2 separate regions of the Rattus norvegicus genome follow, and region 2 is linked to region 1. A link is a contact called in public Hi-C data. All regions are on one chromosome and are shown on one strand. Each heading gives the region's core, a stretch centred on a gene start, on an enhancer-like site or on the middle of the called end of the contact. The rest is flanking DNA. Distances are from core to core; before and after follow the strand shown. Region 1 has its middle 17 kb from the start of Tcf7. Region 2 has its middle 24 kb from the start of Vdac1.

Region 1 (5,403 bases), core at 881-3,380:
CAGGGCCTTCCCTGAACTTTTATTATTTTGGTTTTTTTTTTTTTTCTTTAAAACAGTCTCATCTGGCCCAGATTAGCCTTGAACTGGCTGTGCAGCTGAGAATGACCTTGAACTTCTGATCTTCCTACCTCTACATAGCTCTTGAGTGCTGAGATCACAGGCAGTGGCCTGACCTAAGAATATAGGTATTGGGCTGGAGAGATGGCTCAGAGGTTAAGAGCACTGACTGCTCTTCGAGAGGTCCTGAGTTCAATTCCCAGCAACCACATGGGATACGATGTCCTCTTCTTGTGTGTCTGACAGCTACAGTGTACTCAGATAAAAATAAATAAATCTTAAAAAAAAAAGAATGTAGGTATTTTCAGCTGGCAGTGGCTCATGCCTTTAATCCTGCCACTCGTGAGGCAGAGGCAGGTGAATTTCTGTGAGTTCAAGGTCCACAGTCTACAGCAAGTTCTAGGACAGCTAAGGCTGTTACACAGAAAATCCCTGTCTTGAAAAACCAAAAAAAGGGGTTGGGGATTTAGCTCAGCAGTAGAGCACTTGCCTAGCAAGCGCAAGGCCCTGGGTTCGGTCCCCAGCTCCGGAAAAAAAAAAAAAAAAAAAAAAAGAAAGAAAGAAAGAAAAAAGAAAAAAAAAAAGAAAAACCAAAAAAGGGGGGGGGGGCTGGAGAGATGGCTCTGCAGTTAAGAGCACTGACTGCTCTTCCAGAGGTCCTGAGTTCAATTCCCAGCAACCACATGGTAGCTTACAACCATCTGTCATGGGATCTGATGTCCTCTTTTGGTGTGTCTGTGCACTCACATATATAAAATAAATAAATCTTAAAAGAAAGAATGTGAGAGAGAGAGAGAGAGAGAGAGAGAGGGAGAGAGAGAGAGAGAGAGAAAAGAATATAGATAATTTCTTGGCCCATCGAGATGACTTAGCTGATAAAGATTCTTGGTACTAAAACTGATGGCCTGGATTTGATCCCTGGTAGAGAGAGAACACACCACACCACACCACACTAATGTAATTAAAACATTTTTTCTTGTATGGCCACAAAGCCATGATCACATTCTTCGAAATCAGCTTAAGGCAGGAGTCTCTTTCAGATCAACAGACTTGATGTGAAACAGATCTGAAACAGATAATTATGCCCAAAGTCACACAGCTTCTAAATTCTGGTGGTGGGATTTGAACCCAGGGAGTTGGTTTGGAAGCCCATCTCTGGGCCTTAGTTTCTCAATTTGAAGAGGAGGTGACAGTGATTCGCTGCCTTCCGGGACAGCAATGGTGTACCACGCTCCTCTCGCTTCCAGTAGCCAGGTAAGAACAACGGGACAGGACAAGCCAAGGGCAGAGTTCACAGAAAATACGTATAATTGAGAAGAAATACGACAGCTAAGGGAACCCAGGTGTGCTGGGCCCGCCCCCATACAGTAGGTCTCTCCTTATCTCATGTATGCTTTACCTCAGCCGTTCGAGCATAATTAACAGTTTCTTTTTACAGGTGAGGGGACTAAGGGGCTCAGAGGGAGGAAGTGCTCAGGGTCAAGGTGGAGGCTGGCTAGAGTAGCTTTTGAAGCCACGCCTGTCAGGGCAGAAAACCCAAGGGCGTGTCAGGAGCCAAAAACAGCCTTCATCAAGAGCTTCGGGGCAGCCTGCCACCCTGGGGTGCGTGTTTCTGAAATTATTGCTTCAAGGCTGGAGATGTCAGCTCTGGTGGTCCTGGGCAAAATAGGACTTCATTGGAAGCATGTGGGATTGCTCACGGGATGGATTAGGAAGAGGAAACCAGGCTGAGAAAAACGGGAGTGTGGTACAGCCCTTGAGCCTGGAGTTAGCAGCTTGTCCATCCGGGCCCTACCCTTGGCGTGAATCTCCAGCTGCCTGGTTCCCTGTTTGGGTGTGCTTTCTAAGACTTAGGTTCAGAGACTCAAAGGGCCAGGCCAGGAAGTAGCCGTGAAGAAATATAGTGCCTGCCCATCACAGAAGACTGGAGGCCCGCACATTCTTGGAAGGTTCTAGAGCACTCGGGCCATGGCTCGGGTGTTTCATCGGGGAGTGAAGTAGCTTGAGTTGGAGGGGATTCCCCATCACTTTCCTCCCCACCCGCCCCGGACTCAGCTAGCTCTGGTTTTCATACTGTAGTTTTGCTTCTGGTCCTCTGGTGTGAGTCACGCATAAAAGTATCTTGTTTTGCTCTGCCTGTGACTACTGCTGCTGCCACCTTCGCCGCAGCTGCCACCTCGAGGTAGGAGGAGGCTGGGTCCCAGGCTGCACAGAGCCTGCTTCTAGATAAAGGGCAGGATGCCCTGTCTACTCCGCGGTGCTGTCGTTTTGAGGGCAAAGCCAGTGGCAGGGGGAATTTTCCAGCCTTTGGGTCACATGCAAATCGGATGCAAATGTTGGGGAAGAAAGGGTGCCTGCCCTAGAGGACTTGGGAGAATGAGGTGCCTCTCTGGCTTGGGGGGCACCTAAGAGTCTCCTGGAGACCTGGCTCTGGTCACTGCTGAGCCGGCACCCTTAGTACACCCTGAGGGCCTCCGTGTGAAGGTTAGGTAAACAAAAGAAATACAGGAAGTTCATTGTACGCATATATGAAATTGTGAAAAAATAATTAATAATTTAAAAATTTTCCCAGCTGGCTTGGTCATGGTGAGCAAGCTTGAAAGACAAGGAAAAGTCTGGGAACACGGGGAAGAAAGGGGTTCTGCCTCTCAGGGTCCTGTTGAAGCCTCTCGTTATTAAGGATCCTGGGTCTTTAATTTTTTTCTTTTTCTTTTTCTTTTTCTTTTTCTTTTTTCTTTTTCTTTTTCTTTTTCTTTTTCTTTTTCTTTTCTTTTCTTTATTTATTTATGTCTTAGCACAGCAGCCTTGGCTTGCGGCTCTTCTCCCTGCCCAGCTGGGATCTGGTTTTCCAGGACTCTGACCAGGAACACCCTTAACATAAAGAGACAGGAACTGACCCCCTAGTGTAACCCTACTGGCTCCTGGTTTTATTTTATCAGATTGTCTTCCCGGCTCCAGAGCTACCCTGCAATCTCACTTAATCAAAAAGAGAGAAGGGAGAAAATAAAAAGCTAAATTTCTTAGCAATCCTTTGAGACGTAATATGTAACCCCCCCACATACACCCACACAAAAGGCAAATTAATTTAATTTATTAATGCCGAGTTACCTCCTTGTGACTCCCAGGAGAAGCCCACACCCATCCTTGGGGGCGTTTTCTTTTTTGTTTGTTTTGTTTTCTCCCCCCCCCCCCCCAAGCTGGGACCAAACCCAGGGCCTTGCGCTTGCTAGGTAAGCGCTCTACCACTGAGCTAAATCTTTTTTTTTTTTAAAGATTTATTTATTTATTTAATGTATACGAATACACTATAGCTGTCTTCAGGCACACCAGACCTCATTACAGATGGCTGTGAGCCACCATGGGGTTGCTGGGATTTGAACTCAGGACCTCTGGAAGAGCAGTCGGAGCTCTTAACCGCTAAGCCATCTCTCCAGCCCTTGTTTTGTTTTCTTGGAGGACTCTTTCTATTGTAATCAGCTCCTGCTCTCATACTGGCTATCCTGAAATTCTTTCCTGTGTTGTCAGCATCCAGCTGTACTGAGTTAGGTCTACAGATGGTTAAGGACTGTGAATGATAACATGAGCTGTGTCCCCTGCCCTCGTCCCTGCCACCATGACCAATGGTAATATGTGTTTGTGGTCTTATGGCAGAGACCCATTCTGAAGCCCTAGTAGTAATATGTATATGTGCATGTGTATGTAGTGTGTATGTGTATGTATATGTAATGTACATGTGTGTATTGTATAATGTGTATGTATATGTAATATATATGCAAATGCATATGCATGTGCATATGTAATGTGTATGTATGTGTAATGTGTATGTGTATGTAATGTGTATGTAATAAATGCATTACAGGCATGTGCCCCACTGTGTGACACATTTCTGTGACCCAAATGCCTGGAACAGTCTCAGCCTTCAGGAGGTTGGGCCCAGACATGGGGATCAGTCTACATGAGCTGATATACTATCCTCACCCCCAGCCCTTATCAAAAGCAAACAGTGAGGCCTGCTGGCTCATGTCTGTGATCCCAGCACTCAGGGAAACAAAGGCAGGAGGATGGCTGTGATACCCATTAGACTATCTCCCTCTCAAGCCAATGAGATGGCTCGGGGTGAAAACAACTCACCTGCCATGGAGCCTGAGAACCTGCGTAGAAGGAATTGGCTCTCAAAGGTTGTTCTCTCTCTCTCTCTCTCTCTCTCTCTCACACACACACACACACACACACACACACACACACACACACACCATGAAACAAACAAAAACAGAATAAAGAGTATTTTCTGGGGACTGGAGAGATGGCTCAGGAGTTAAGAGCACTGAGTGCTCTATAGAGGACCTGGGCTTGATTCCTCTATCGAGGACTGGAAGTACAAAGTTGTCTTTTGTTGTATAGTGAGTTCAAGGCCAGCCTGGGCTACATGGGACCCTGATGATAGAGGAGCAGAGAGGGAGCAGGAGGGATTGTGAGCAAGGGGGAGGAAGGGAGGAGGGAGACTTGTGTCCTTCCCTCCTTTTGGCTGTCAGACCATTGAAGCAATAGGCCTCGAAGAATTAACATTTCTCTAGGATTCTCAGTCTGGTGAAGGCCAGTGCCTGACAATAGGAGGAGCTGCCTTGCAAGAAGAAATTTCACAGTTCTGATCCTCACAGCTCCTGGATTTGTTTTTAATCTTTGCAATAAAACTGTAACAATTTTATATAAAGCTGCCCTAGGAAAGATAGAGAAAAACTGGAGCCTCTCTTGTTCCACCTCAGTCAAGCTCTGTCTTAACAATTTTCAGACTCAGATTCTATTCACCCACAGGTTGGTTTTGAGTGTGTGTGCAAATTCTCCTCAAAGCAAACTTTTAGGGGAGAATTCCCTATTATCCTCTTACACATATGCAGAACTGAGTGTGCATGTGATTAAAATCAGATGCATTAGCTGGGTGGTGGTGGTGCACACCTTTAGTCCCAGCATGAAGGAGGCGAAGACAGGCAGATCTCTGTGAGTTCAAGGCCAGCCTGGTCTACACAGTAAGTTCCAGGACAGTAAGGCCTACATAGTGAGGCCAGGGCTACATAGTGAGACCCCTGTCTCAAATAATACCCCCCCCGGGGGAAGGAAAAAGAAAGAAAAGAGAAAGAAAAAAAAGTCAGATGCATTATGGGAAGGATAATGCACAGTAGAGAAATGGTTAATCTGTCAATCAAAATAGAACCCCATCCAAACTATGACCCTAGCAACCAAAAGTCTTCTTTAGAACCCCATAAAGGAAGTCCACCCCAAACAATGATCAGAACCCGAGTATCCTCACTCCTGTGGCCTGGCGTCAATCTTTTAAAAACTATTTTGGGG
Region 2 (5,319 bases), core at 1,263-3,762, 39 kb after region 1:
ACCTCAGTCCTCCAGATGGTGAGGGGCGCACTCCTGTCTGTCTGTTATATTGGGATGTGAAGCCAACACCCTGGGATACACACACACACGCATGCATGCACGCATGCACGCATGCACTCGTCCCTATGGATTTGATGGGGACAACACATGGCCCATATGTGGATCAGAGGACAACCTTCAGAAATCTGTTCTTGCCTTCTGCCATGTGGAGCTGGTTGTCATGCTCCATGGCGAGTGCCTTTACACAGTGCGCCATCTCTCTGGTTGGAACCTGTAGCTTTACTCACTGTGGGCTTCCTGGATCACTGTGGCCCGTGATCTGACTGAAGGGCTTTGCAGAGTTGACTTTGCTGAGAGTTGCTAGACCTTTCCTTATACAGGTAGAAGTTTTTTCACCAAATGCCCAACTGCTCTTCAGTCTGGGCCCAGATCTCTGTCTAGAATGGGCTGAAGGTGTCTCCCAGGAAGGTGAGCTCACAAGGAATTAGCCATGTGTGGGGCTGGACTCTTCTGTGTGCTGGGCCCCCTCAAACCCCGGGGGAGGGGTTGGGGATGTAGCTCAGTGGTAGAGCGCTTGCCTAGGAAGCGCAAGGCCCTGGGTTCGGTCCCCAGCTCCGAAAAAAAAGATCCAAAAAAAAAAAAAAAAAAAAAAAAAAAACAACCCGGGGGAGGCAGTGTTGGCTGGGTGTCCAGAAGGGTCAGAGATGGGTGCACAGTGTGGGTACCAGTTACGTCTACAAACACACAGACTCACACACGGAGTGTTCACACATGGAACCACGCACACGGGTGGGGAGGTGCACACCCAACCTGCACAGATCACATGTACACACACACACATAGCTCTACATTCAAATGCACAGACCGGCGTGTACACAGAGACGCACGCAGCCGTGCACGTCTCATGTGCACACAGAACTTTGGTCTGTGGAAGACAGATGACCCTGTGTGCATTGTGGGAACTAAGATGGCAGCTAGCTTTGTGAGTTCAAGGACACCTGGGGCTTTCCTGTGGGCCCAGCAGCTGAGGATGCAGACAAGAAAAATGGCTCAGGTCTCCCACCGGTGGGGAGCAGACACCCGGATGCTGGCTGCCGTTGGTGGGGCCGTTAGCATGCACCTGTGCCAAGCAAGCTGCTTGAGGGTGGGAAGGAACAGAGACCCCGTGCAGATGTCACGCCAGCAAGAGGGGGTGAGCCTTGAAGCTTAGGTTCTACAATACAACTCACATTGACCCTAGAGCGGGCTCACAGGAGGGAAGGGGGGAGAATCTGGCATTTCAGTATAGTGAAGAGACTGTGTGGGATCCAGAAGAGCCCCTGCTTTGCTGTTAGAAAGGCACCATCTGCTGCTTTAGCCTTCTTATTTTATTTTACAGGTTATTATTGTGTGTTAGGAAGCACACAAACAATGGGTACCTAGGTTGAGGTCAGGGGACAACTCTGAGGAGTCAGTTCTCTCCTTCCGCTTTTATGTGCATCTTGGGGAATCAAACTCAAGTCACCAGGCCTGAGCAGCAATCGCCTTTATCCTCTGAGCCATCTTGCCGACCCTGCTGCCTCAGCTTTATCATCTCTGAAATGGGCTAATGAAGATATCTCCCTTTGGGGGTGCCGGGAGGACCAGATGAGAATGGGAGTTACTGCTCTGCTCAGTTCCTAAGAACTAAAAAGATGGCAGCCTTTAACAAAAGCCTATTCATCCCCATCCTGGGCCACCAGAGTAAGGAGCTGTTGGTGAGAGTCCTCTGTAGTCTGTTCCCACTGGGGAGTTGAATCCTGCTCCGAGTGGGTTAGTTCCTGGCCCTGATGTGGTCCAAAGCTGTGCTGGTCTTAGTCTGACTTGCTGTGTGTCCTTGAGTAAGTTGCTTTGCCTTTCTAAACTCCAGCAGCCTCATCCTCTCTAGCTTAACTAGCTGGGAAGCTCAAATAAAATTGTGCATTTAAAACCATCTGGCGAGGCCAGGAATCAGCTGGGAGCCACTCTGGTTCAGGCTTTGGAATATCACTCTCAAGGCCACCTGCCAGTTACCATCCTTCCAACTGCTGCTCACAGGTGCCCATGAAGGCTGTCCCCATCAGCCTGTCTCCTACACCCACACTGTGTGGACACCATGGGAGCCCAAGAAGTACTCTAGTCTCTGCTCTACTATGTACACTCTCCTGGAGGCCTGCGTCTCAGAGCTTCCCATTTCACCAGGAAGCTCATATCCAACTGGCCGGATGGACAGGACCTGACTGCACGCCCTGGAGACAGCCTGTGCAAGATGGGCCCAGTCTGTCCCTTGGGGCAGGACACCTAGCCTGGGCCTGTGAACTAAGGGATGGAGATGAATTTGCACCAGGGGCTTGATCCAACCTAATCCATTCCTACCCATGTAAGGAAGTCTGGAGCCATTGAATGGGAAGCCTGGCCCTGTCTGGGCCTAGTCATCCTCAAAGAAATGTTACCTAGGGTGAGTGGCAGCGGCCATGGCTGCAGTCCCTCAGAGTGGTGAGCAGACAGCATTGCTGCTGAGTGCACCCCCGCCCCCGCCCTGCCCTGACTCATCCAGAAAGCACGTGGCCACAGGGGACTCTGTCCCCTTTGCCTTTGGTTTCTGCTCCCCACTCAAACAACCTTGTTTTCAAGTGAAAACCCACAGAGCGCTTTCCCCGGGCTCTGATCCCCGAAACAAACAAAGGATGTTGGTCTGTGTTTTGGTTTGTTTTGAAGCTGCAGAAAAGAGAGGGAAATGGGTCACCTCAGGAACTCCAAGAGTGGTGGCTGAGGGCTGTGTGGTGGCCTCCGTGGTGGTGTCTAGCTCCAGAGGAGGATGGCTTGGCAAGGTCACCCTGGGTGGGCTCTAATCCTCAGGGAATGACTCCCCCACACACACTGGATGCTCTGACCCGAGTGGAGGAACCCTATGGGGCTCAGGAGCACACAGGAAGGCAGCAGGCTGGGATCCTAGGCTAGACTGAGAGACCCTTTGCCCAGTGACATTGAACAAAGCTTGTCTTTCTCTGAAATTCCGTTTCTAGGCTACCAGGCTCAGCTCTGACCCTGAGCTGCAGGGACCCAAGGCCATCGGGAAAGCCCTGTCAGGCCTGAGGGGACTTCCTGCCTCTTTCCACAACTCAGAGGAGGCTCCCACAGCACCTGGGGCCCAGGTTTTATGGCTATGCCCTTGAGGCCTGTGGCTGTTCCTCAGAGGTGTGCAGGTCCTGGAAGCCATGAGGAATAGTCTAGAACCTTTTAGCTTTGACCTTTTTCCTTCTTGCCGGTGCAGCAGCCTGAATGGCAGCCAGCCTCTGAGGGACTTGGTTTTCAAGGAGAGGTCTCAAGTAACCAGGACTAGCCTGAATCTCACTGTGTAGCCAAAGATGAGCTTTCCAGTCTGAACCTACTGTTTCCACCTCCCAAGTGCTGGTGACCCAGGCGTGTACCACCACACAGTTAATCAGCACTGGGGTTTGAACCCAGAGCTTTGTGCGTGTTAGGCAAACACTCTACCAACAGCTGCATCTGCAGACATTTCTTGTTTTGTTTTGACATAGATCTTACCGTGGAGCCCAGGGTGGCCTTGAACTCATGGCGATCCTCCTGCCTCAGCCTCCCTAGTATTAAGGATAAGTCTACCTCAGTGTTCATGCTCAGGTCAAGCCAGTGTGTTTTGGCCGTGTGTGTGTGTGTGTGTGTGTGTGTGTGTGTGTGTGTGTGTCCTTGATCCTTATTGTGAAAGCCATGGCTCCTCTGTTCCAGCAAGCTACACACTCCTTATTTTGCACATTATGTAGGGAGGCTCACAGGTCTCCCTGCCGAGTCCTTGGCCAGTTAAAGAAATGCATGCAGGAGCCTCCCAAGGCCCCATTTCTCACTTTTGAGATGTCATAGTAAACACAGGGTGCTGCTGTCAGAGAAGACATCTTATTGGTGGCCAAAAGATAAGGTGGAGACCCCAACCTGGGCCCTGTTTGGAGGTTCCCCTGCCCCTGGAAGAGCTGCTGGCACCATTTGCTTTCACACTGGCCGACACAGGTTTGTGGGAAGCTTTGGGTGGAGGGGGCTCTGCAGCCCACCCACTTGGGAGAGAGAGGCAGGCGCATCCCTGTGAGTTTAAGGCCAGCCTCCTCTACAGAGTGAGTTCCAGGACAGCTAGGACTACATAGAGGAACACTATTTCAAAAAAACAAAACAAACTCAAAACAAAACTACAACAACAAACAAACAAGACACACATCGCACGTGGAGCCAGAGGAAGGTGATGGTGCCCAGCTGTAATCCCAGAATTTGGGAGACTGAGGCAGTCGGAGCAGGAATTCCAAATCAGGAGGTCAGCATGCAACACACCAGACACCGTCTCATAAAAAGTCAAGTAGGATAGCGGGAGGCTTCAGTAGGTAAAGGGGCATGTCCCACAAGCCTGGTTCAATCCCCGGAAACCATGTAAAGGGGAAAACTGTCTTTAGAAAGTCCTCTGCCGGGGGCTGGAGAGACGTCTCAGCGGTTAAGAGCACTGACTGCTCTTCCAGAGGTCCTGAGTTCAAATCCCAGCAACCACATGGTGGCTCACAACCATCTGTAAAGAGATCTGATGCCCTCTTCTGGTGTGTCTGAAGACAGCTACAGTGTACTTATATATAAAATAAATGAATAAATCTTTAAAAAAAATGTTTAAAAAAAAAAAAGAAAGAAAGTCCTCTGCCTTCCACAGGAGTTCTCTGTGCTCGCTCTCTCTCTCTCTCTCTCTCTCTCTTTGAGTAATTATAAAATTCTTAAAAAGCTAAACAAACAAACACACACACACACACACACACACACACACACACACACACACACACTCAAGTGGCCAGAGGCTAGTGCCTGCTCCTTTCTTACTGTTGGGCACCAGGAAGGAGTCTCTTCTCTTTGGTCATCTTCTAGCGCCACCTGGTGGCCAATTATTCAAATAGCAACGGCGCTTTCAATAGACTTGGCCCGAGGGAGCTTCACCAAATGCAAAGGCAAAATGGTCTTGGGGCAAAGGCCAGCTTCGGTAGTTCTCTCCAGATGATTCCAACATGAGGCAGGGTTGCAGAGTCACTATGATACCATAGGTAGGCTTTCTGTTTCTCGAAAATCCAGAAGGAAGGGTGGGTGGGATGGTTGGGAGCCTTCCAAAGAGCTTCACTTCCCTGGTGTGGAATCTCCCTTCATTGCTAAGGACTCAGAGGCGTTTAAACCAGTGAACACTGACCACCAGAATGGAGCACCGTGCAGACAACCCACTGAGCCCATGATAGACCCTTACATCATTGTCTGTGCTGTTTCACTGATTCCCAATTTTTCCATCACGGC

The links. A called contact is a pair of places that touch in the nucleus more often than the background predicts.
Region 2: a Hi-C map of the A7r5 cell line shows a contact between it and region 1, with 2.0 times the contacts expected there. The contact joins two enhancer-like sites. A contact is called at or near these places in 4 of 12 Hi-C or Micro-C datasets (the A7r5 cell line, Schwann cells, frontal cortex and 1 more).

What each region holds. Positions count from the first base shown.
Region 1 is chr10:36,968,496-36,973,898 of GRCr8, forward strand. No RefSeq gene overlaps it. Among named protein-coding and RNA genes, the nearest start is that of Tcf7, 17 kb to the left of the region's middle. Within about 2 kb of position 2,131, at least 6 of the 93 cell types and tissues checked have an H3K27ac peak or open chromatin away from gene starts, as enhancers often do. A contact at or near this core is called in the A7r5 cell line, where this site is marked.
Region 2 is chr10:37,006,624-37,011,942 of GRCr8, forward strand. No RefSeq gene overlaps it. Among named protein-coding and RNA genes, the nearest start is that of Vdac1, 24 kb to the right of the region's middle. Within about 2 kb of position 2,513, at least 19 of the 93 cell types and tissues checked have an H3K27ac peak or open chromatin away from gene starts, as enhancers often do. A contact at or near this core is called in the A7r5 cell line, where this site is marked.